2 separate regions of the Mus musculus genome follow, and region 1 is linked to region 2. The links are chromatin contacts, called in public Hi-C maps. All regions are on one chromosome and are shown on one strand. The core of a region is the stretch at or near the end of the contact, and the rest is flanking DNA. Distances in the headings are between cores, read along the strand shown.

What was found. A called contact is a pair of places that touch in the nucleus more often than the background predicts.
Region 1: a contact with region 2 is called in a Hi-C map of the C2C12 cell line, with 4 times the contacts expected there. The contact joins two enhancer-like sites. A contact is called at or near these places in 1 of 15 datasets of contacts at CTCF or cohesin (the NIH/3T3 cell line) and 2 of 484 Hi-C or Micro-C datasets (the C2C12 cell line and muscle stem cells).

The regions. Positions count from the first base shown.
Region 1 is chr12:10,531,229-10,536,018 of GRCm38.p6, forward strand. It overlaps Gm38407 (predicted gene, 38407), which reads left to right. Exons shown (of 12, transcript NR_110487.1): 12 at 1-75. Among named protein-coding and RNA genes, the nearest start is that of Gm38407, 87 kb to the left of the region's middle. Within about 2 kb of position 2,958, at least 3 of the 459 cell types and tissues checked have an H3K27ac peak or open chromatin away from gene starts, as enhancers often do. A contact at or near this core is called in the C2C12 cell line, where this site is marked.
Region 2 is chr12:10,326,398-10,331,141 of GRCm38.p6, forward strand. No RefSeq gene overlaps it. Among named protein-coding and RNA genes, the nearest start is that of Nt5c1b, 41 kb to the right of the region's middle. Within about 2 kb of position 3,179, at least 32 of the 459 cell types and tissues checked have an H3K27ac peak or open chromatin away from gene starts, as enhancers often do. A contact at or near this core is called in the C2C12 cell line, where this site is marked.

The sequences.
Region 1 (4,790 bases), core at 1,708-4,207, 200 kb after region 2:
AGATGTTCTGGCTACATTTCATGAAATCATTTAATATTGCTTTATGCTGCGGTAATAAAAATGTCATCTGGCTCTACTCGGCCCAGGTTGCATATCTTCCTCAAAGGGTCAAAATGATTTGATGCAGTTCTTGGATCAAAGGGGCTGATGGTGCCTGAATCTTACAGGCTAGTGGACAGGATATGATCTAAGAAGGGACATGTGCTGCTGCCCTAATGTGTGCTTTATATCCAATAGTCAAGGTATGCCTCTGACCCCTAAGCTTGCACAGATTTGAATTCTAAGTGTAAAAGTAGTTTTGGGGAAGCTCACACTTTCTATTCCCCTCATATCTCACATCTGGCAGCATGAGTGTATGAGGAATGCTAAAATAGGTGGACCAAACATGCAGGATGTAACTGGCATGGTACCAGACTTTATCACCAAGGACTTGGAGCAGAATAAGCAAGTAGAGATGATTTGGTCTCTCAAAATAGGCATTGCAGGAGAGTTAGAATTATTCACTGAGGCAGGGGAAGAGAAAATGCATTTAATGAAGCCTGACTATAAATTAGAAGACCTTGCAACACCAAGAGATGGTGAAGCTGTCAAGATGACTTGAAGATTGAAATAACTAAGTTCATCAAGAAATAAAGTAGATAACAGTAAGCCAGGGGGGTTTATTCAGTTCAGAACATATCTAAAGTAAAAACCAAACAAAGGACAAGGTGGGGTGCAAGAGAAAAATTCTGGGCTCCCTGTGGACTATTCTAGAAACAAATTAAAGGAAATAAAGGGAAATTTAGAGACTATAAAAATGAACATGTTTCATAAGGTTTTAAAGAGTAAAAAATCCTCCACAGAAACTATGATACTGATGCTTCCTAAAATCAAAGACCAATATTGAATACCAGCAATGGTGGCACATCAGCTATTTAATCCTACAGCTGTCTACTACATGGGCTCAGAATCCTAGAGGAAAACAATACTGCCTTTTCCTTTCCATTTTCATTGTCAATTTGACTGGGCCTGGAATCACCTTGAAGTTGTACATCTGGGCACATCTTAAAGGGTGTTCCTAGGGACATATAAGTGAGAGAAGAAGATAGACCTATCCTGAATGTGATAGTAACATCCTATAGGCTAGGGACCTGAATTGAATAAAAAGAAATTCAAGGAAGAAGTTGACACAGTGCAATCAGTCACTCCCTACACCTACTAAATGATCTCATGTTATAAGCTGACATAAGTCACTCTTTAAGTTCTTTTCCATGTATTTTATCACAATGTTCAATGTACATAATATACAAGAAAAGTAAATAAACCTTGAAGCCAAATTAATGCCTGCAGCAATAATAATTGCAAAGGATTTTTGTATCTCAGAGAATAGTAGCTAAAGCCTATTGTGAGGGTGGTGTGGCATTTTAAAACCTCTGCACAGTATGAAACAATTACAAGAATAAACAGATAAACTAAAGAACAGAATAAAAATATTTCCAGGCTATTGACTTGCAAGGAATTGATATTCAGAATATATAAAGAATACAACTAGCAAAAGAACAAATAATCCAACTTGCAAATGGGCAAATTGATTATCCATTTGAAAAATAACACACACATATGAAAACAACAGCAGCAGCAGCAGCAACAACCATAAGCAGTTGCTAAATGTGTGGGGGAAACATCAAGATATTTAGTCATCAGGAAGATGCAAATTAATCCTACTCTAAGTCTCGTTCATTCTCTTCTTTATTTTTGAGAATTTAATAGATGTGTACAATAAAATATCATTTCTTCCATTATTCCCATTCATGGCTCCCCTACCCCCTTTGGATAGCCTACTACGTCCAGTTAGTCCTGCCTTTATGTGTATGGGTGGGGCCATTCTGTGGAGCATGGGAAAACTATTAGGGCCATAATATCAATACAGAATGATTATTTGCTAGGAACTATCACTACCAATAGCTCCTCATATGAAGTGGGACCTTGAGATCATCTACTCTATGTATGCCAAGATTTTGACTGCTGAGAGTTAATAAGTTCAATAGCCATATCACATCCGGAAAACATCATCATTTCTCCTGTCTTCCAGATCTGACATTCTTTCTTCCTCCTCTCCTTCTAATGTTCCCTGAACTTGCTGGAGATGAGGTTTTGTTTAGGGCTGAGCTCTTGGTCCCTTATTCTCAGTGCTGTGAATAGCAACTCATCTCTCCATGATTGCTTACAGTACAGGGAAAAAAAAAAAAAAAAAAACAAAACCTCTCTGACCAAGGTTGAGACCTCGGGTCTGTCTGCCAGGAGACAAGCAACCTTGAGAAGTCTGGGATGCTACCTTGGGATTCTATTTCACCCTTGTCTGATGGCTATCATCAAGAAAACAAAAATGGTAAGGAGCATTATTGACTAAATCATAAAGTAGTCAGTTCACAATGGGAATTAGTATGGCAAAAGCCTCAAAAAAAACTAAGAAGAGAACTAGACTATGACCTTGTTACATCACTCCAGAACGTACATATAAAGAAACAAAATCTGTATACATGCCCAAATATGCAAGCTTATTGTAGCACTAGTCACTATAGCCAATTTATGCAACAGCCTTGATATCTGATGATGAATGAATGACTGAAGTATGGCTTATGTACACAATGGGTGTTATTATTTAGCCATGAAAAAGAATGAAACTATTTAATTTGCAGAGAAAATAATTGAGTGAAAATTGAGATCATATTACATAAAATAGCTAAATTCATGTAAGAACATATCTTACATATTTTCTCTCATATGCAGAATTTAGACTTTTAAAGAAAAAAAATCAAACAAGACCCACCCCATGGGAGACAGCCAAGCCCGACACTTTCATGATATTCTGCTATGCTTGCAGACAAGAGGCTACCATAACTGTATTCTGAGACGCTCCATCCAGCGACTGATGGAAGCAGATGCAAAGACCCATAGCCAAAACATAGGTGGAGCTCAGGAAGTCCTGTGGAAGAGCTGTGGGAAGCACTGAGGGGGAGCTGGAAGGATCAAGGATACCACAGGATGACCTACAGAGGAAACTAATCTGTGCCTATGAGGCGCACAGAGACTAAACCACCAACCAAAGAGCATGCGTGGGCGGGATCTAGACATCCTGTCAGAAGTAGCAGATGCATAGCTTGCTCTTCATATGGGTCCCTTAACAATTGGAGCAGGAACTCTCTCTGACTCTGTTGCCTGCCTTTAGATTGCTTTCCCACAGCTGGGCTTCCTTGTCTGGCTTCAATGGGAGAGGGTGCACTCAGTCTTGCTGAGATGTAAGAGGGTAGGCTGGTAGCCGTGGAAGGCCTCCTCTTATCTGAGGAAAAGAGGATGGGGAATGGAGGAGGGTGTGTGAGAGTGGAACTGGGACGAGAGTAGCGAAATGTCTGTGATCAGGCTGTAAAGTGAATGAATGAATGAATAAATAAATTGGTGAAGAAAAATAGAAAAAAAATCAGACAAGAAAGTAAAGGATAGTAATTGGGAAGAGGAAAGGAACCAATGAGAGGAGCCAAGGAGGACAAAGGAAGTGGGTGTGGTTAAAAAGCACTATATATATATATATATATATATATATATGAAAGTATTAAGATGGAATGCACTATTTTACATAATCAACATGTGTTAATATTGCAAATATTATAATATTAGTATACATATAACTAAAAACCTTTTTTTTTCTGAAGGAAAGTAGACAGCCACCAAGGAGTTGAACCTGAGATGGCCTGGATGGAAAAGGTCCTTGCTGCCAAGGCCAAGGACCTGAGTTCAAACCACAGGTCCTTCTAACCTCTTCATATAGGTAGATACACAAACACATAAACAAAAATAAACAAATAAAATGTAAAAGTGGATCTAACATTTAATATTCAATGTAAAGATTGAATGCTAACTTTCCTTTTCTTGTACCTTGAGCCAGGTAGGTGCTGCCTCTAACTGATTCATGAAGAATATCCGAGAAAGTACAGTAATGGAGATAATTTGCTGTGGTTTATGTTTGACATGGTCTAGTGTGCTGTGTCAGGGCGGTGGTGTGAAGCAGGATGCGAGGCTAGTAGGAAGCTTCCGTCAATGGCATGCATCCCTGAAGTGGGTTAGAGGACGTTTGTCCCTTGGTTCTTTCTGCCTCTGGCTTCCCAGGTATGGGATGAGTGGTTTGTCTCAGTCACTCTCATGACACACTGCGTTTTCCAAAATATAAGGCTAACTGATCATCAATGGAACACTCTAAAACTGTGAGCCAATATAGTCATGTTCTCTAGATATCTCTAGATAGTTGTGGATCTCGGTGTTGACCGAGTGATCAGAAGCTAGCAGTCAGTAATGTGGAGAGCTCGGCTAGTTTCATGCTCTGTGCCAGTTGAGTTTTTTGAGTCTTTTTATGTTGCTTTCTCTTACAATTATCTTAGAATACAATTACTTCCTTACCTGTCTTTGATCACATTGTTTATGAGACTAGTAGGAGCCAAACTACTTCACCATGACACTGAATCCCTACCACTGACCAGAGGAGCAGAGTTGATTTCTATGAGCCTGGGAAACCTGCTGGAAATACCAGACCTCTTCCTCTGAGCCCTAGCACAGGTGAATAATGGCTTTTTAAAACTCTTTATTTTAGGAAGCTGAATTGATATATTGAAACATGGTCCCAGGAGCTGGATGTGAACTGTCCAGCTAGAAGAGTAAAGAAGCCTGCAGAGGTACCCAACTCTAACGCCACCTGAGACCCCTTCCTGGCTCTGCCTTGTGTAAAGATCCACACAAGGTCCTCAAATGAAGAGCAGGGG
Region 2 (4,744 bases), core at 1,929-4,428:
TATGTTCATAGCAGCCTTATTTATAATAGCCAGAAGCTGGAAAGAACCTAGATGCCCCTCAACAGAGGAATGGATACAGAAAATGTGGTACATTTACACAATGGAGTACTACTCAGCTATTAAAAAGAATGAATTTATGAAATTCCTAGGCAAATGGATAGACCTGGAGGGCATCATCCGGAGTGAGGTAACTCAATCACAAAAGAACTCAAATTACATTTATTCACTGATAAGTGGATATTAGACCAGAAACTTAGAATATGCAAGATATAAGATACAATTTGCAAAACACATGAAACTCAAGAAGAATGAAGACCAAAATGTGGACACTTTGCCCTTTCTTAGAATTGAGAACAAAACACCCAAGGAACGAGTTACAGAGACAAAGTTTGGAGCTGAGACTAAAGGATGGACCATCTAGAGACTGCAATATCCAGAGATCCATCCCATAATCAGCCTCCAAACGCTGACACCATTGCATACACTAGCAAGATTTTGCTGAAAGGGCCCAGATATAGCTGTCTCTTGTGAGATTATGCCGGGGCCTAGCAAATACAAAAGTGAATGCTCACAGTCAGCTATTGGATGGATCACAGGGCCCCCAATGGAGGAGCTAGAGAAAGTACCCAAGGAGCTAAAGGGATCTGCAACCCTATAGGTGGAACAACAATATGAACTAACCAGTACCCTGGAGCTCTTGACTCTAGTTGCATATGTATCAAAAGATGGCCTAGTCTGCCATCAGTGGAAAGAGAGGCTCATGGGTCATGCAAACTTTATATGCCTCAGTATAGAGGAACACCAGGGCCAAGAAGTGGGAGTGGATGGGTAGGGGAGTGGGTGGGGGAGGGTATGGGGGACTTTTGGGATAGCACTGGAAATGTACATGAAGAAAATACCTAATTAAAACAAACAAATAAACAAACCAATGTCCTCAATGCCTAACATGGTTTGTGACTCAAGGGGAACACCCCATAAACAGTACCTATATGAACGTTTTCATTCCCCCACTTCACAGAAGATCACTAAACCATGCCAAATCTTGTAGAAGATTGAAATAAGGTCAACTAAAGAATGAGGTTCAACAGGCAGGCTCAGAGCCTGGCTGAGGTCTCCTTCCCAGATTTCAGCTTGCAGGGAGAACGTGCTAGCTCATCTCCCTAACACCAAGCACCTTGTAGAAAACAACACAGATACAACTACAACTACTTTCTAATTTAAAAATACCCAGATCTAATGCAGATCCCTCTACTAATGTCAAATGACTTGCCTTCAGGCTACAAACATGACAGGCATCTACTTCTTGTTTTGACAGATGAAGTAACAGATCCGCGTTGTTCTGAAAGCACGCCACGCCTTTCCCCGAGAAGCAGGAGGCACTGCAAACACCGAGATGACAGTGACGGATTTAAGGTTTCATATAATTTTCTTTTTTTTTTCTTTTTTTGAAAACTACTATGGAGTTTGCGGGAAGCATGATTAATAGCATAAAAATTGCTTCTATCTTTGGCTAACAAGCATCCGGTAATGAATCAAGTCATCAGGATTGCAGATAACGTGTACTCTCTGCATGCTCAAATTTCTGAAAGATGACATGATTGTGAGTGGAAACATTCCAAATTCTGAAATATTTATTCAGCAGTAAAAACAGTTAAGATGAAACAAGGCAAGGAGAGCTGCCCTTGTTCTGGAAAGAAATACGTACATGAGATGCGAGCACGGGAAGTGTGAGTCCTTCCTAAGGAGTCTGGGACATCTCTCAGGACAGACATGTGAATAGTGGCTTATTCTGAGCCTTTTTATATTTCTTTTATGTTTTAATTTTTTATTTATTTATTTATTTTTTATTTTTCAAGATAGGATTTTTCTGTGTAGCCCTGTAGACCAGGCTGGCCTTGAATTCAGAGATTCACCTACCTCACCTTCTGAGTGCCGGGATTAAAGGCATGTGCCACCACAGTGCAGCATCTTTCCCTATTTCTAAGTTGCAGCACTCAAAGGATAGTTTATATTAGCTTGGAATTCTAAGACTAAAGTTAAATTGAGGATTACAAAATATCAGCTCTGGACATTAGCTCATATTCTCTCTCTCTCTCTCTCTCTCTCTCTCTCTCTCTCTCTCTCTCTCTCTCTCTCTCTCAGTTTTCCTCAGTCTGTAGCCCTTTAAACTCTAAACAGTAGGATTATATGCTGTGCCTAATGACATTGGCTTGTAACAAATTGAAGACTGCCTGGGCTATAGGGTAAGAACAACAAAGCCTCACTAAAATCGTAAAAGGGATGAGTATATATTTTAGTGATACAGTCCTTGCCTAGAACACATAATAACCTGAGGTTGATCCTCAGTACTACTGAAAGAAACAAACTGTATTATTAAGACACAATGCAATACTTAAGAGACTGAAATGTTACAGAAGAAATACATAGTCAAATTGAGGCCAATTTGTACACATCCATTATTATGTTTGACCAATTGATTTTTACAGTGTCTAATCAACTTAGACTCAGGGAACAGAGTCCAAGATTCCAGATTGAATTAATTTACAAGATTTGCCTTAAGCCTACTTCCTCTTAAGACTGTCCTCCCTTCCTTCTAGATTCTAGTATCACTGGGTTCATGAACTCAAATGATCATTTATGATAATATATCATACTTTTCAACCAACAATGTTAATGTAAATAAGCAAAAGCAAATTATTTGCTAAAATATAACCAAAGGTTATTATTTTTATGATATCTAGCCTACAATATACTAGAATTCGTGGCATAAGATGTAGAATTCATGAGTTAAGAAACTTTTCACATTAAACAGGGTTACCTGCATTTTGAAGAAGAAAGGTAAAATAGAAAATAAAAAGAATTTATTTATTATTTCAGTATTTCCTGAAACAAAAATATTAATAGAGATGTACAATTATATTTCATTTTTCAAGTGAAAAAAAGTAGGAAAAATACTGTTAATCTAAATTGAATTTGGTAGTATACAAAACTACCTCATTCAGTACAGGGCTTTTTAAAACACACGAGTTGATACTCTTGCATATGTCTAACCTTAATAACATTAATGCCTTTAAAGTAGGAAAGCTGACAGGAAGAAACTTTCTAGCTCTGAGTCTACTCAGTTTAGGGTGACTCAGGATACTTGCTTAACCTCATCTTCTTCTCGGAAGCTCTCGTAGCCCATAGCCTAACCACACAATGTATTACTCATATCCATTCTCCTGAAAGCAACAGAAATAGAATTATCTTTCTAGTGAAAGTAACTACCTCTTCTTCCATCTTATTCAATTAAATCCAATGTCCTTACAGGCTGTGTCACTACTAAAGTATTTCTGGGTACTCCCTTCAAACTGTCAGTGGTGAGAGCAAGCTGCAAACAATGAGCATAGTATTTAACTCAGGCTGTCAACATTCCCTGAAACTTAGTGACTTCCAATAGTAATAATTTCCAATTAGATTGGCATGAACTCCACCAGTATGGTAGTTAGGGAAATGACCAAAGTTACTCACAGTGACTTCATGAAACTTTGACCCTATGAGTTATAATATCTCAGTAATTATAACTACTAAAAAGCTATAAATATCATTCTCATTTTACAGGATTTAATGCTAACATTGGATTGCACCATGTGGTTTTACTGAGTTCCAAAATCTTGGTTGTATTTCTCTCTTTCTTCACTCCCAATAATACACAACACACAAGTAGTTACTTTGATGAAAACAGAAATAAGTTGCATAAGCAATGCCATATCGATAATATAACTTAAAATTCCCTTTCAACTCTCATCACTGAGATGGATCCATGGAATGGTAGACAGAATCCATGAAGCAGGAGCTCAATGGATTCTCTGTTGGAAATGACGTCATTCTGCCACGTATCTGTCACTAATTGTGAGACCCTCTGAACCCCCAAGCTCATCATGATAGCAGATTGCTCATGCATTTGCCACTTCTGGCTAGAATGCTTATCTGGGAAGTAAAATTACTTTGAGATCACAGACTTAGGAATAGAAGGATATCTGGAGGTTGACTGTTCTGTCAAAAATTCTTTATAGTAATTTGAGATCCTTTTATGCATATTTAAAGTATCCACTGAACAAGTCTCCTATAGTTTTATTGAAAAGAGAAGAAAGTGATATAAACCCATTTTTTTAAAATGAGTTACAATAAAGTTTTAAAGTAATCTGAATGTGGTAATAAGCTTAAACCTTGGAGACAGACAGACAGACAGACAGAGCTGGAAACTGTTCTTACATTGATACTTAACATTTATGGCACAGGTAGGCATTTACTCCAAATTAAATGAGGCTTGGTCTTTATAACACAGGCATACAATATCTACTTCATAGAATTGTAGTACTTATGAAATAAGAATATAATATCTGCTTTATAGCATTACTATGACAACTAAATGAAATAATCAATGTCCAGTTTACTCACAAAATGTACTGTTATTCTCCTGTGAACTAAGAAAGACACTATGAAACCATAGTCATTACTGAGTATGACTTCGAGGTCTTCAGACTCTCTTCCATATTTCCCTCAGTTGTTATAAGGAATTATAGCTCTCTAAAGACAAGTTAGTAGTACATTACTTGATTTTCAACTTTTAACCAGTTACTCTGAGGTCAATTTTAGCTGCAAAATCATTATCACCAAATATTCTGTCAATCTTCCATTCTTTCCCTTCTATCCTCAACATAAACCATGAATGAAAGCACCATCACATACAGATAGGAACCTA